Regions from separate parts of the Mus musculus genome. Here region 2 is linked to region 1. Evidence: chromatin contacts called from public promoter capture Hi-C data. All regions are on one chromosome and are shown on one strand. Each heading gives the region's core, a stretch centred on a gene start, on an enhancer-like site or on the middle of the called end of the contact. The rest is flanking DNA. Distances are from core to core; before and after follow the strand shown.

Region 1 (5,372 bases), core at 1,698-4,197:
TGAGCAGAACCCTGAAGATCTCCAAGAGATCCATCCTTTGAGGGTTCTAAGAGTTGAAGAAGGCAGAAATGAAGACTTTAGCAGTAGTGGGGTTTGGGAACGGGAACCTGTGTCCAGGCAGACGTTAGGTTTTATCTTAGAGGACAGAAGAGCCAAGGTTCCAGCATCGATGACTATTCATCAGTCCCTTAGTTTACTAAAAGAGAAACTGCAGAAGTGGAGAGAGAAGAAATAGAGATGCCACAGACAAAGTACGTCTTAGTATCAATGAGCCTCCCTCATACCCAGGAAGAAAAGATCTCCAAGAAACCTCCTGGGTGGCATGGATATTGAATGGCCATGGAATTGGCTGGAACGTGGGTTCTACTTCCTATGAGTCCTAGAGAAGCAAAGGACAGCAAGCATTTTAAAGCGGTGCATCTTTCTTATATAGCTTAGCGTAGGGATCGTGTTAAATGCAGAATCCAATTTAGTGTCTATGTTATGCCTGCATCCATTAGGATGCTGAAGATACTCAGTCTTCAGACTAGGCTTTGTGATGCAAGGCTCCCGAATCAAGAGCTAGGGAGACGGAGCTGAGGAATGGCTTTCTGCCCATCCAAGGACCCGCCCAGATTGCCTTAATTTAGGGGTGGGGGAGGCGACTATTTCCTTTATCTTCTGACCACGGAAAGGAGATCAGGAAGCGGGTAACTGGAAGATGGGCTGGTGGTCTCAGAAGGCTCCCCACCAAGCCTGAGCCAGAGTCACAACATCCTGCACATTGCCCGGTGCCTAGCTGTCTCGGTTTATTGGGTCCTGAGGCTTTTGGCTCAGGCAGAGTAATTACAGTTGAGGCCCTGATGAATTGGGGGCCAGTAATTAAAGCGCCTATTGATTTTCTACTTAGGAGTTCCCTGTAGCTGGAAACAAAAGTGGGGAGGGGAGCGAAAAATAAAATCTGAGGAAGGTATTTCAAAATGGGGGACGATTCAGTACGCATTCACTGGGTCTGGCAGTCACTGGGGGGTGGCTATGGGGGTGGGGGGTTGGGTGACCATTTATCATTAGCCCATCTCTCTGGAATCTGAGAATTGATCGGTTAATCAATATGCTTCTGGGGCACGGTGCCAGCTGGAGTAGGGGGAAGGAGGTCAGTCTTCTGCAGAGGGTTCACCCTTCGAGCTCCAACCCATGAATCTGTCTTGTTTTGCTGCTTCATTTAGCTTATTTTAATTGTGTGTTAAAGCAATTGCCTCGTTTCTATCTTCTGCCTTCATCAAGCCACATGGGTTTTTCCTTCACTAGAAATTTAGCTTCTGGGGCCAGACACTCCGGAAACTGTGGGCATGCTGGGAAATAGAAGGTTGCAGAAGAGGGCCGGGGACAGAGCTGAGGATGCCGGGAGAGGGTAGAGGCTTTGGAGGCTGGTCAGCTCTGGAGGCAGAAGGCATCTTTGGAGAAGAAAGTGTAGGACAGAGACAGTGCCCTGGATAAGGAAAAAGACTAGAAAGCAACAGAGAGAATAGGGGCAGGGATGAAGAAGGGAGCGGGAACTAAGTGAGGGAAAGGCATAGGCGAAGCAGGAAGACAGTTTGTGGGAAACGGCACATTTGAGTTGTAATGACTGCTTAAGTTATTTTGGTGCATTTAACTCTTAATTCATCTTCCTTTCACTGAGCTAATGGGAAGTGTGAAAGAAAAACTGATGAGAAGAGGGCCTAACCGGCAATTTTATTTTCGTCAGCTTTGGAGCGGGGCGCTCTTTCTTAGCTCACGCTGGGTCACTTGATCAGAGAGGAATTCTTTTGTTTCTGACAGAAATGCCTGCATTCTGTTCTTCTCCTCAGCCTTTTTCCTTAGCCTGCCTGTTTTCAGGGCTGCAGCTGGTTTGCCTGCCTAACGATGAGGATGTTAGATTAGGATCTGGGTTTGATAATGACTGAAGCTGGGCAAAAGGAAGCGGTTTAGTGTAATGCGTGTTCAAACACAATTACCCATTATTCCAGTCAGCGCAGACAATGGGTGGTGGTGGGAAGAAGTAAGTGGGCTGTTACTTGTTATAAGTTGGGGGGAAAATTCCATAGAAATCCTGAGTGGATTTATTTAGTGCATTCATCCCAAGTGTACAATGTGCTTGCATCAGAAAAAAAAAAAAAAAAGAAAGAAAGAAAAAGAAAAAGAAAGAAAGAAAGAAAGAAAGAAAGAAAGAAAGAAAGAAAGAAAGAAAGAAAGAAAGGAAGGAAGGAAGGAAGGAAGGAAGGAAGGAAGAAAATTGCATGTATACACAGTAAATGGCACAAAAGGGATAAGAGGGGAGTGCAGTTTATTGTGTTAAGTAGCTGCTGTGCAGAAATGGCTGCCAGGGCCTTGCACACTGCAGACCAAGGCCCTGTCCTCACAGAGCTACAGGGACAAGAGGCCTTGATTCTCACATATACAGGGCTTAACTGGTTAGGGTCTTAAGGGCATGTTTGCCTGCAAGCCAAAGTTAGGTTCCCAGACATCACAAAACAGGTCTTCCTCTATCTATCCCAGCTTCCTGCTTGATACTCTCTCTCATTGCTTCTCCAGTTTCCCACTTTGTATCACCCAACGACTGGCTCCTTAAGTCAGCTCCCTTCCAGAAAGGCATTCCAAGTCCCCCAACTGCATGGTCCCCAAGCCTTGTACTACCTGGTAACTCTTGGGTCTTGAGTTTCCCCTTCCCGATTCTGCTGACAGTCTGAGCTCATTCCACAGGAGTCTGTGCCTCTTGCTGAGACGCTTGACTGACCGCAATGGTCATCTCACCGGCCCCACACTGTCCTCCTGTGCTGGCTGCGGAGCTGGCTTCGGTGAAGTTTATCTACAGCAAACATTTGACAGCGGTGTTTTCAAATTTTAGTGGCTCCCTACTGCTGCGGCAGCAGGTTCTCTCCAGCTGTGTAAGCTTGGCTGTTTGTTTCACCTAAGAGTGTTCATCTGGGACCTCCGCTGGTGGCTGCTTTGCAGGGTGGCTGTGAGCAGGGCCTGGCACATAAAACCTGCCAAAAGTGGGTGAGGGCGTTGATGGCAAGAAGCAGGAGAGTTGCTACTTTGCTGTTATCACAGAGGCAAGTCTATGATTCTGACATTTACAGCTCCAGCTCCACGTTCTCTTGAACTCCAGATTCACACACATTATCTGTCACTCAGCATTTTCCCTTGCATAGTGAATAGTCATCATAAATTCAAAAAGCTCAGAACTGACCTCTTTATATTCGATCTATCTCCCAAACAGGTCTGCTCAGTTTTTCCAACAGAATGCATAAAGATCCTTTTCTATGTGGTGACTCTGATAGTCGCATTCGTCCATGGATTCCTCATCAAATTTACCTACCAATCTTCCTTTTTATATCTGCAAAGGTCATCCAGAACTCAAGTCTTCTCGCTGGCCCTCTGGCACCGGCTGCTCCTTCGGCCCCCATCCACTGTCACCTGCCAGGGTCTCTACAGCAGCCTTTGTCCCACCTTTGCATCTCCTCTGACCTCTTCAGGAGTTATTGTCTTCACATCAGCCAGAGGTTGACTTTTACCCCGGAAGTGGGATCACTCCTGTATTCTAAGCCCTCCAACCCTGCCATTGCCACTCTTCATTCATGGCTCCCACTGTCTTCCCTGCCTACTGTAGACATAGGCTCTTCCTTCTTGCTTCTTGGTCAGGTTTAGCTAGGATTTATGCCTGGCTGTGCCTAGTGCTGAAACACTCTCCAACGCTAGCAAAAGCATCATTCCTCACCCAAGTCAAGTGTTCGATGAAATAACACCTTTGTAGTGTTATAGCCCCTTCCTGATCCCCAGTTTCATTTCCAGAATTCCAGTTACTCACGGTCATTTGAGGTTCAGAATGACTAACAGGAGTAATGCCATCCTAAGTAGCATGATCCGATCTTGCCCCATTCCATTCTTTCCTGTCATGTGAATCATAGCTTTGTCCACAATGGATGTGCTACTTTCCCATCAAGCTACCTCAATAACCAGATCATCTATCGTAGCATCACAATGCTCAGAAAACCCTTGCTTTACTTACCAATGGCTCCCATATAAAAAAATATATAAAAGTAGTGGTGCTGGTAGTTTTATGACAGTATGCTTTTGTAATTGATCATTTTTGTATTAGTTATTGTTATTAACACCTAACTGTGCTTATTTTACAAATTAAATGTCCTTTTAGCTGGGTCTGAATAAGAGTAAAACAAGGGTTTGCTAGTCTCTGTGGTTTCAGGCATCTACTGAAGGTCTTGAAACATGTCTCCTACAAATAAGAGGAGACAACTATAAAGCTATAGTCTTTATCTCAGTGTTTATAAAATTGACTTTATATCAAATTGCAATCCCTAGCCTACCTTGGCACACAGCTTTGGCTTTGTATTTTCTATGTGGCACTTGCTCATTCTGATAAAGTGCATGATCAATGTATTGGATATGTTTTCGCCTGTCTCCTGACTTTAGTCCCAGGAGCACATTGGTTTTGTTCCTTTGACCACTGTCTAGAATTGTTCTGAGGATGTAGTGGATGGCAGCTTTCCTGCCAGGCGAGTGTTCTGACATTCATACTCCTTGTTAGCCATGTGTGCTACCACTGGAGCTCTCATTGTGTGCACTGGGACATTTGCTTCAACATCTTAGTTCTAGGAGGACTGTAAGTTGCACTTCTCCTTTAGGTTGGCTTATAGTGCCAGACTAGTGTGTGTGTGTGTGTGTGTGTGTGTGTGTGTATGATTGACCACAATAACTCAATTAAAGATACAAGTAGAATTTCCTTCCATAATATTCTTTCAAAATGAGCTAAAGCTTCAATTTTCTGAACTAGATGGCTGTCAGCTGACACTCTTATTAAGATCTGCAGTTTGTCCCATTTGGTATCTCCTCAAGTCAGTGGTTCACTTGTCTATTGGCATCAGAGTAGCAGAGCTCATAGAGTGAGGGAATCTAGTGCCCAAGAGTAGGAATCCATCTCTAAGGGCAGAGCCACACCTCTCTCTCATTCTGAATATTTGAGTCTTTTCAGAATCCTCTGCAGGGTATATGAGATAAACGTATGGAAGAGGAAGTTAAGTGACTTAATCAAGGTCACATGTGCCACCTTCAATGGAGAGCAGAATAGATGGCATTAGCCACGGCACGTCTATGGCTATATGAAGCTTGACTCCCAGGTAGAGTGACTGTGTTTTATTAGGCAGGAAGTGGGTGACAATGAAGGATTTTGGAGGAAGCAAAAAAAGAAAGGAATCAAGCTTTAAGAAAATTAGTGCAGCAAACAGAAATGAAGATGTAGAACTCAGGAGCCCAGTTCATCCCCACCCTTGTTCTTCCACGTGCTCCACTCACTCAGCAAACCCTATGCACGTGCTTTATGTACATATAACAGC
Region 2 (5,372 bases), core at 1,406-3,905, 220 kb after region 1:
TTCCCAGATCCCAGCAGGACAGAAGAGAAGAGACTTCCATACACAGTGCCAAAGAAGCTCCCACATATGGTAGCCCCAAGTCACCAAGAAGAATATGTGCCAGCCAGTGTTTCATATTTTACTTATTCCAAAGAAGAAGGAGCCATGTGTGTGCCAAGCACCACTGGGTCATTAGAGAGACATATGTGTCACATCAACACAGATTGGCAGGGTGTGACAACAAGGATGAGCGAGGGAATACCTGGCGGAAGGTACTTAAACAAGCAAGATGAGTCTGGCTCCCACAGCCCTTACTAGCATGGATGCTGTGGTGCTAAAATTGCAAACACAGCTACCAGTTTTGAGAGTCTGCAAATCAGGCACTCAGAAAGTAAGAGCGATGAGCCTTTCTATTTTAATATCAGGAAAACACAAGAACATGAACTTCTCTATATAGAAAAACAACACAGATTGCCAACATCAATTCTAAAATGCCTTGAAAAGGCTAGGATGCTAACATCAGCCAGCAAGATGCTTTAAGCCTCTCTTTCTCTCAAAGTATATTCCTCTGCCTCCACATAGCACAGTGGCAGGATGTAAGAAAGTGGCATGATATATTATTTAGACATGAAGCAAGACTTCTACATTCTGTTCCTCTCCCTGAATGAGTTAAAAAAGAAGATGGGTACAGTTTGTGAGTATGGGGATTGATGTTATTGTCTGTTCAAAATGTCTGATGTAGGCTCCTGCTCACTGCATCACCCACGATGCCATGATTTATTACCACACTGTCTCCAGGTGCAGTCCAGCTAGTCTCCCCTGTGATGATCATGCAGAATGTGAGAAGGGGTGTCCACTGGTAGACTATTTCCAATGAACTCTTGAATCATCCAGACAGAGAGGCAGATGATGAGCTGACACCCGGTAGAGATTGTCTGGTTGCTTGAGTATCCCCATGTGGAATAGAGTGGGGGGATATGGAAGTTTGAGAAATCTCAATGAGAAAGTGATTGTTGGACATTTGCCTTCACAGCAGCCATTGATAGTTTGTTCCCAATACAAGTCTCCGCACCATCTATCACTTTTGTCCTAAGGACACCTTCATTCTTTCATTCAATAAACATCCAATGAACCCTTGCCAGGAGCTAGGCACCATGCAGCCATGAGATGACGATCACAGGACTCTTTGCCTTTAAGGAACCTAGAAATCTCTTCCAACTTTGCCTGTTCTGTGAGATGCCATCCTTCTTTCTCTGGGTTCCCAGAGCTCTTTGCCCTGACTAACTCATGACATATCTGCCTCTCTTCTGCACTGGTCTGTGAAGTCCTGAGACAAGGAAGAGAAATTCATCTCTTCATCCTTACCCGGAGAGGTGTGTTCACCTTGCAGGCACTGGAGGGGTCTGGAAGTCTCCCAGGATGGAGAGGCAGTGATGAGAGTGAATACCCAATCTTCACACATGTATGTCAAAGCTAGCATGTGAGCTAATAGCAGACTAAGGACCATGAAGGATGTTTCCCTGGAGTACCACATTTGCACATTTCTCTTATTTTTAACTCCTCTAAAATATGAGATTTGAACTCATCCTAAGGAAGAGCCACATCCTCATAGTCAACCCACATGTTTCCTAATGCTGAAATATTTTAGGCATCGAGAACAGCATGTTCAACATTCTCCCAGCAATCTCTCCTTGGAAAGAGTCTAGATTATGCTTTCTGGTATCATTTAGGCTTTGTCCAGGCTCCACTAGAATGCTTGGGTTTCAACAGTCCGAACAGAGGGCATGTGGTACACTTGGCGTGTATCTTAACATAGACCAGCACAGTCTGTATGTGAGGACCTGGGAGACTTTTTAGCATTCAGCACATAGCCAGACATATAAAAAGGAAACTGATAAACAGGCATCCAGGAGCCTGGTGTCAGGTATCTGCTTGTTCTACAGTCTGTCCAAACCCACCAGTCAGGCATTGACCAGTGTAGTGGATCCTCCAAAGACATGACCTCCCTAGCAGACAGCAGTTTCTCTGGCCAGAAAGCCCTACCATGTATCACCCCTAGAGCAAATGCAAAAATCAATGCTTTCCTCTCAGGGCTGACCTTTCCTGGCCACTCAGCCACCACAGAGTTATATCATCGGTGTCAGGCTCTGCCCAGGGGCCGGTGCTGGGTGGGGACTGTTAATCAGCTCCTACCCCAGATTAACATTCAGACAGAGAGCTCAGTAATGAATAGTTTAATATAATGTTGACTGTTTACCCACATGAATGGAAAGAACTTACATCTGCCAGAGCCACCTGTGCCCACAGAACTATAGCTCAGACAGCCATGTCCCCCAAGAGCCCAGCTGTGTAGAGGAGAGAGGGGGTAGGTTGGAGAAAAGAGCAGGGGAGACAGGATAGTCTGGGTGGCTGTGGCCAGCAGTTGACCAGACAGCTGGGAAGGGGACACACACACATAACCAGTAGGCAGAAGACAGAAGCAGGGGGCGGGGGGGGGGGGGGTGGGTGGAGGTCAGCTGCCAATGGAAAGCAGGTTGGAGGCAGACGTCTAAGAAAAGGAGCGTAGTAACTTCTGAGTCGAGAGGATTTCTGTGGCTGGCATCAAATGGAGGAAGAGAGCAGGACATGTCTGACTCAGGCACACAGATCCTCCTCGCTGAGGAGTGGGCGTCTTGCTCAAGTTGGCACAGCTATTTGTGGCCATGCTGCCATACGGAATCTCTGGAAAACAGCTAAGGTTCTCACCTCGTTGCCCAGGCGCTGGCTCTGCTGGGAGCTGGAGCAGCTGTCGCAGGAATAGAGAAAAGCTGACTCTGGACATCCGCGGGCGCTGGGAGGGATCATCCAGAGTGTTGGGTTAGAATGTTCTGTGTTTGGGAAGGATCTTGAAGGGGCTGCCCTGACCGGAAAGAGAGACATTACTATTTTCATCAAGGCTATTAAAGGATGGGTGGATGGCTTCCCTTGTGGGTACAGGACAGAGCCAGCTATACCCAAAGAATGCCAGGAGGCATCAGGATCTCTTCTAATGACCTGAAGTACATATCCCTCACCTCTGGCACCACAGGTGGGTGGCTCAGGTAAGTCTCCACGCCAGGAGGAAGTCCCTTCCTCTGAAGATGCCTTGGTCCCCTTTATTTGATGTTTGCTGTTACCATTCTGCACCCCTTCACCTTTTCCTCTATATTCAGTTACTCCATAGGTCATTCCCTGTCTCCCTAACACAATATGACTTCAGTGCACTGCGACATCTCCAAGCCTCTTTTCTGACTATATTTCAAGTCTCTGTATAACTTCACACTTCATGGGGGACTGTAGAAAGAGAGGGGAAAATATTCGTGGTACATGAAGAACAGGCAGCTGCCTTATGACAGGCAAGGTTTGCACCCACCAGGCAATCTGTGGCATGCCTCTTCTCTTTCTGTCCCTCTCCTTTGCCCCCTGGATGGCTTGACCAACTCCAGTTCTGCTTGCTGCTTGGATTTGCTTCACACTTCAGTGCCACTCAGTACCTGGAATTAACAAGAGACTTAAATTTCAGTCCTGCTTCTGGGGGTCCATATGTAAGAGCAGATTTTGTTTTTAATGTTTTATTATGGAAATTTCCAAAATTACATAAAGTGTTCGATGAATTTGGTATAACAATCACTTTACTATAAAAATCTCCACTCCAATATATCTCTTGTTCCATCCTCACTCCCAAGGTCCCTGACTTCCTGACATAGGAGATATTTTTTTTTTGAAACAGGGTCTTGCTGTATAACCAAGGATAGCCTGGAACTCGTGATCCTCCTGCCTCAGCCTCCAGAGCTGCAGGGTTACATGCCTGCGTCACTATGCCTGACTGTGTTTTTTTTTTTTTTATAAGTATTCCCAATCCATCAAGTTAGCTGACTCATAAATATTCATGAATGTGATTTTGTATCACTAACATTCCAAACTCTCTCAAGTCTGAAAACCAGCTCATGCCTGTCCACATACCTGCTTTTGAGGATGGGAATCCTGGGACCACTCATTTACTTTATGTGCGTATCTTCTATCATCTTTTCCAAAGTGCCTTTGTCAGAGGAAAAAAAATGTTAGAAATAAGTTAACACCCCCATCAAGGACAACCACCTCTCACACAGTGGACAATTGTTCTGTATTCATCCCCAGAGAAATCAAGTGGTAAACAAGCCATGCTTTCAGAAAACACATCTGCATGCCAGATGTGCACAGCTGTATGTGAGCAACTTCAACTCAGCTGCAGAACTACCTACACAATCGGACCACCAGATAACTCCGGGAAATGAGAGTAGCTACACAGCATCTTAATGCAACAGACTGAGCTAATCAGGTTCCTCCAGAAGGGGAAAAATGGGCAAAAAGTTTTCTTTTTCTTTCTTTTTCCCCTAAACTCCAAAGTTAGATGAAATCTGATGTTCATTGATAAGGATAACAAAGCTGGTTATGGAAATTATTCCTAGGAGGCTTGGGTTAGGGCCCCTTGTCTGATTACCACCAATGGCTCTAAGCCCCAAATGACTGGCCTTTCTTTACAGAATCCTTTAATAATTCATGGAACCAACCAATGAGAAGATTCTTAGTTTCAAAGGCTAGGCTAAGAGTTTGGATATAATTACTCAGATGCCTGTGCTGTGCTAGAAAGGACATTATTTAAACTCAGAGGTCTGGGTGCCCCCACTAACTGGTGTGATCCTGAGAGAGAGAATTGCTTTACTGCTCTGGGGCCCTGTTTCCTCATGTGTGAAAATGAATAAATCATCATAGCTTGCTCTTCCTTACTGGTAAGTAGTTAAAGAAGTCAAAAGGTGAAATGCTGGCAGGATTTTGTAAAAGGAAGAAGAAGCATATTAATATTTTAATTTATTATGTTTATGAGAAATGTATATACTACAGAATAAAAATGCATAGTTATTTTAGTTAAAGTTGACATATATTTACATACATACATATATACATTCATATATATGTGTATATATATTATATATGTATATGTATGTGTATGCATATATATGTGTATGTGTGTATATATGTGTGTATATATATGTGTGTGTGTATATATATATATGTGTGTGTGTATATATATATATATGTGTGTGTATATATATATATATATATATATATATATCTGCTATACACACACACTTGTTATGCACAAGCAAAGAAGATAAGAGAGCCAAATGGTTCTGGGTTCTGTTCCTTCTTTGGACTGGGTGACCTTAAACTGTTAAACATTTTAGGCATAGCTCAATGTGCCCACCTAGTTGGCAGGGAAAGTAAACTCACCCCTTTCCACCTTCTCAGCATTAAAAGGTGTCTAGAATCCTGCAAACCTTCCAGCAATGGCTCCCCATTCTACAGTGCAGGATGCAGTCGCCATGACTTACTCT

The links. Capture Hi-C pulls out chosen DNA fragments and counts their contacts.
Region 2: a promoter capture Hi-C map of pancreatic islet shows a contact between it and region 1. The contact joins two enhancer-like sites. A contact is called at or near these places in 3 of 484 Hi-C or Micro-C datasets (the N1E-115 cell line, immediate neuronal precursor and nephron progenitors) and 1 of 9 other capture datasets (pancreatic islet).

What each region holds. Positions count from the first base shown.
Region 1 is chr1:159,550,439-159,555,810 of GRCm38.p6, forward strand. The region is part of intron 1 of Tnr (tenascin R); the gene reads left to right. Among named protein-coding and RNA genes, the nearest start is that of Tnr, 29 kb to the left of the region's middle. Within about 2 kb of position 2,948, at least 32 of the 459 cell types and tissues checked have an H3K27ac peak or open chromatin away from gene starts, as enhancers often do. A contact at or near this core is called in pancreatic islet, where this site is marked.
Region 2 is chr1:159,771,191-159,776,562 of GRCm38.p6, forward strand. The region is part of intron 2 of Tnr (tenascin R); the gene reads left to right. It overlaps Gm31348 (a long non-coding RNA gene), which reads right to left. Exons shown (of 5, transcript XR_001779507.2): 2 at 5,269-5,372; 3 at 3,961-4,036; 4 at 3,371-3,491; 5 at 2,199-2,809. Among named protein-coding and RNA genes, the nearest start is that of Gm31348, 10 kb to the right of the region's middle. Within about 2 kb of position 2,656, at least 26 of the 459 cell types and tissues checked have an H3K27ac peak or open chromatin away from gene starts, as enhancers often do. A contact at or near this core is called in pancreatic islet, where this site is marked.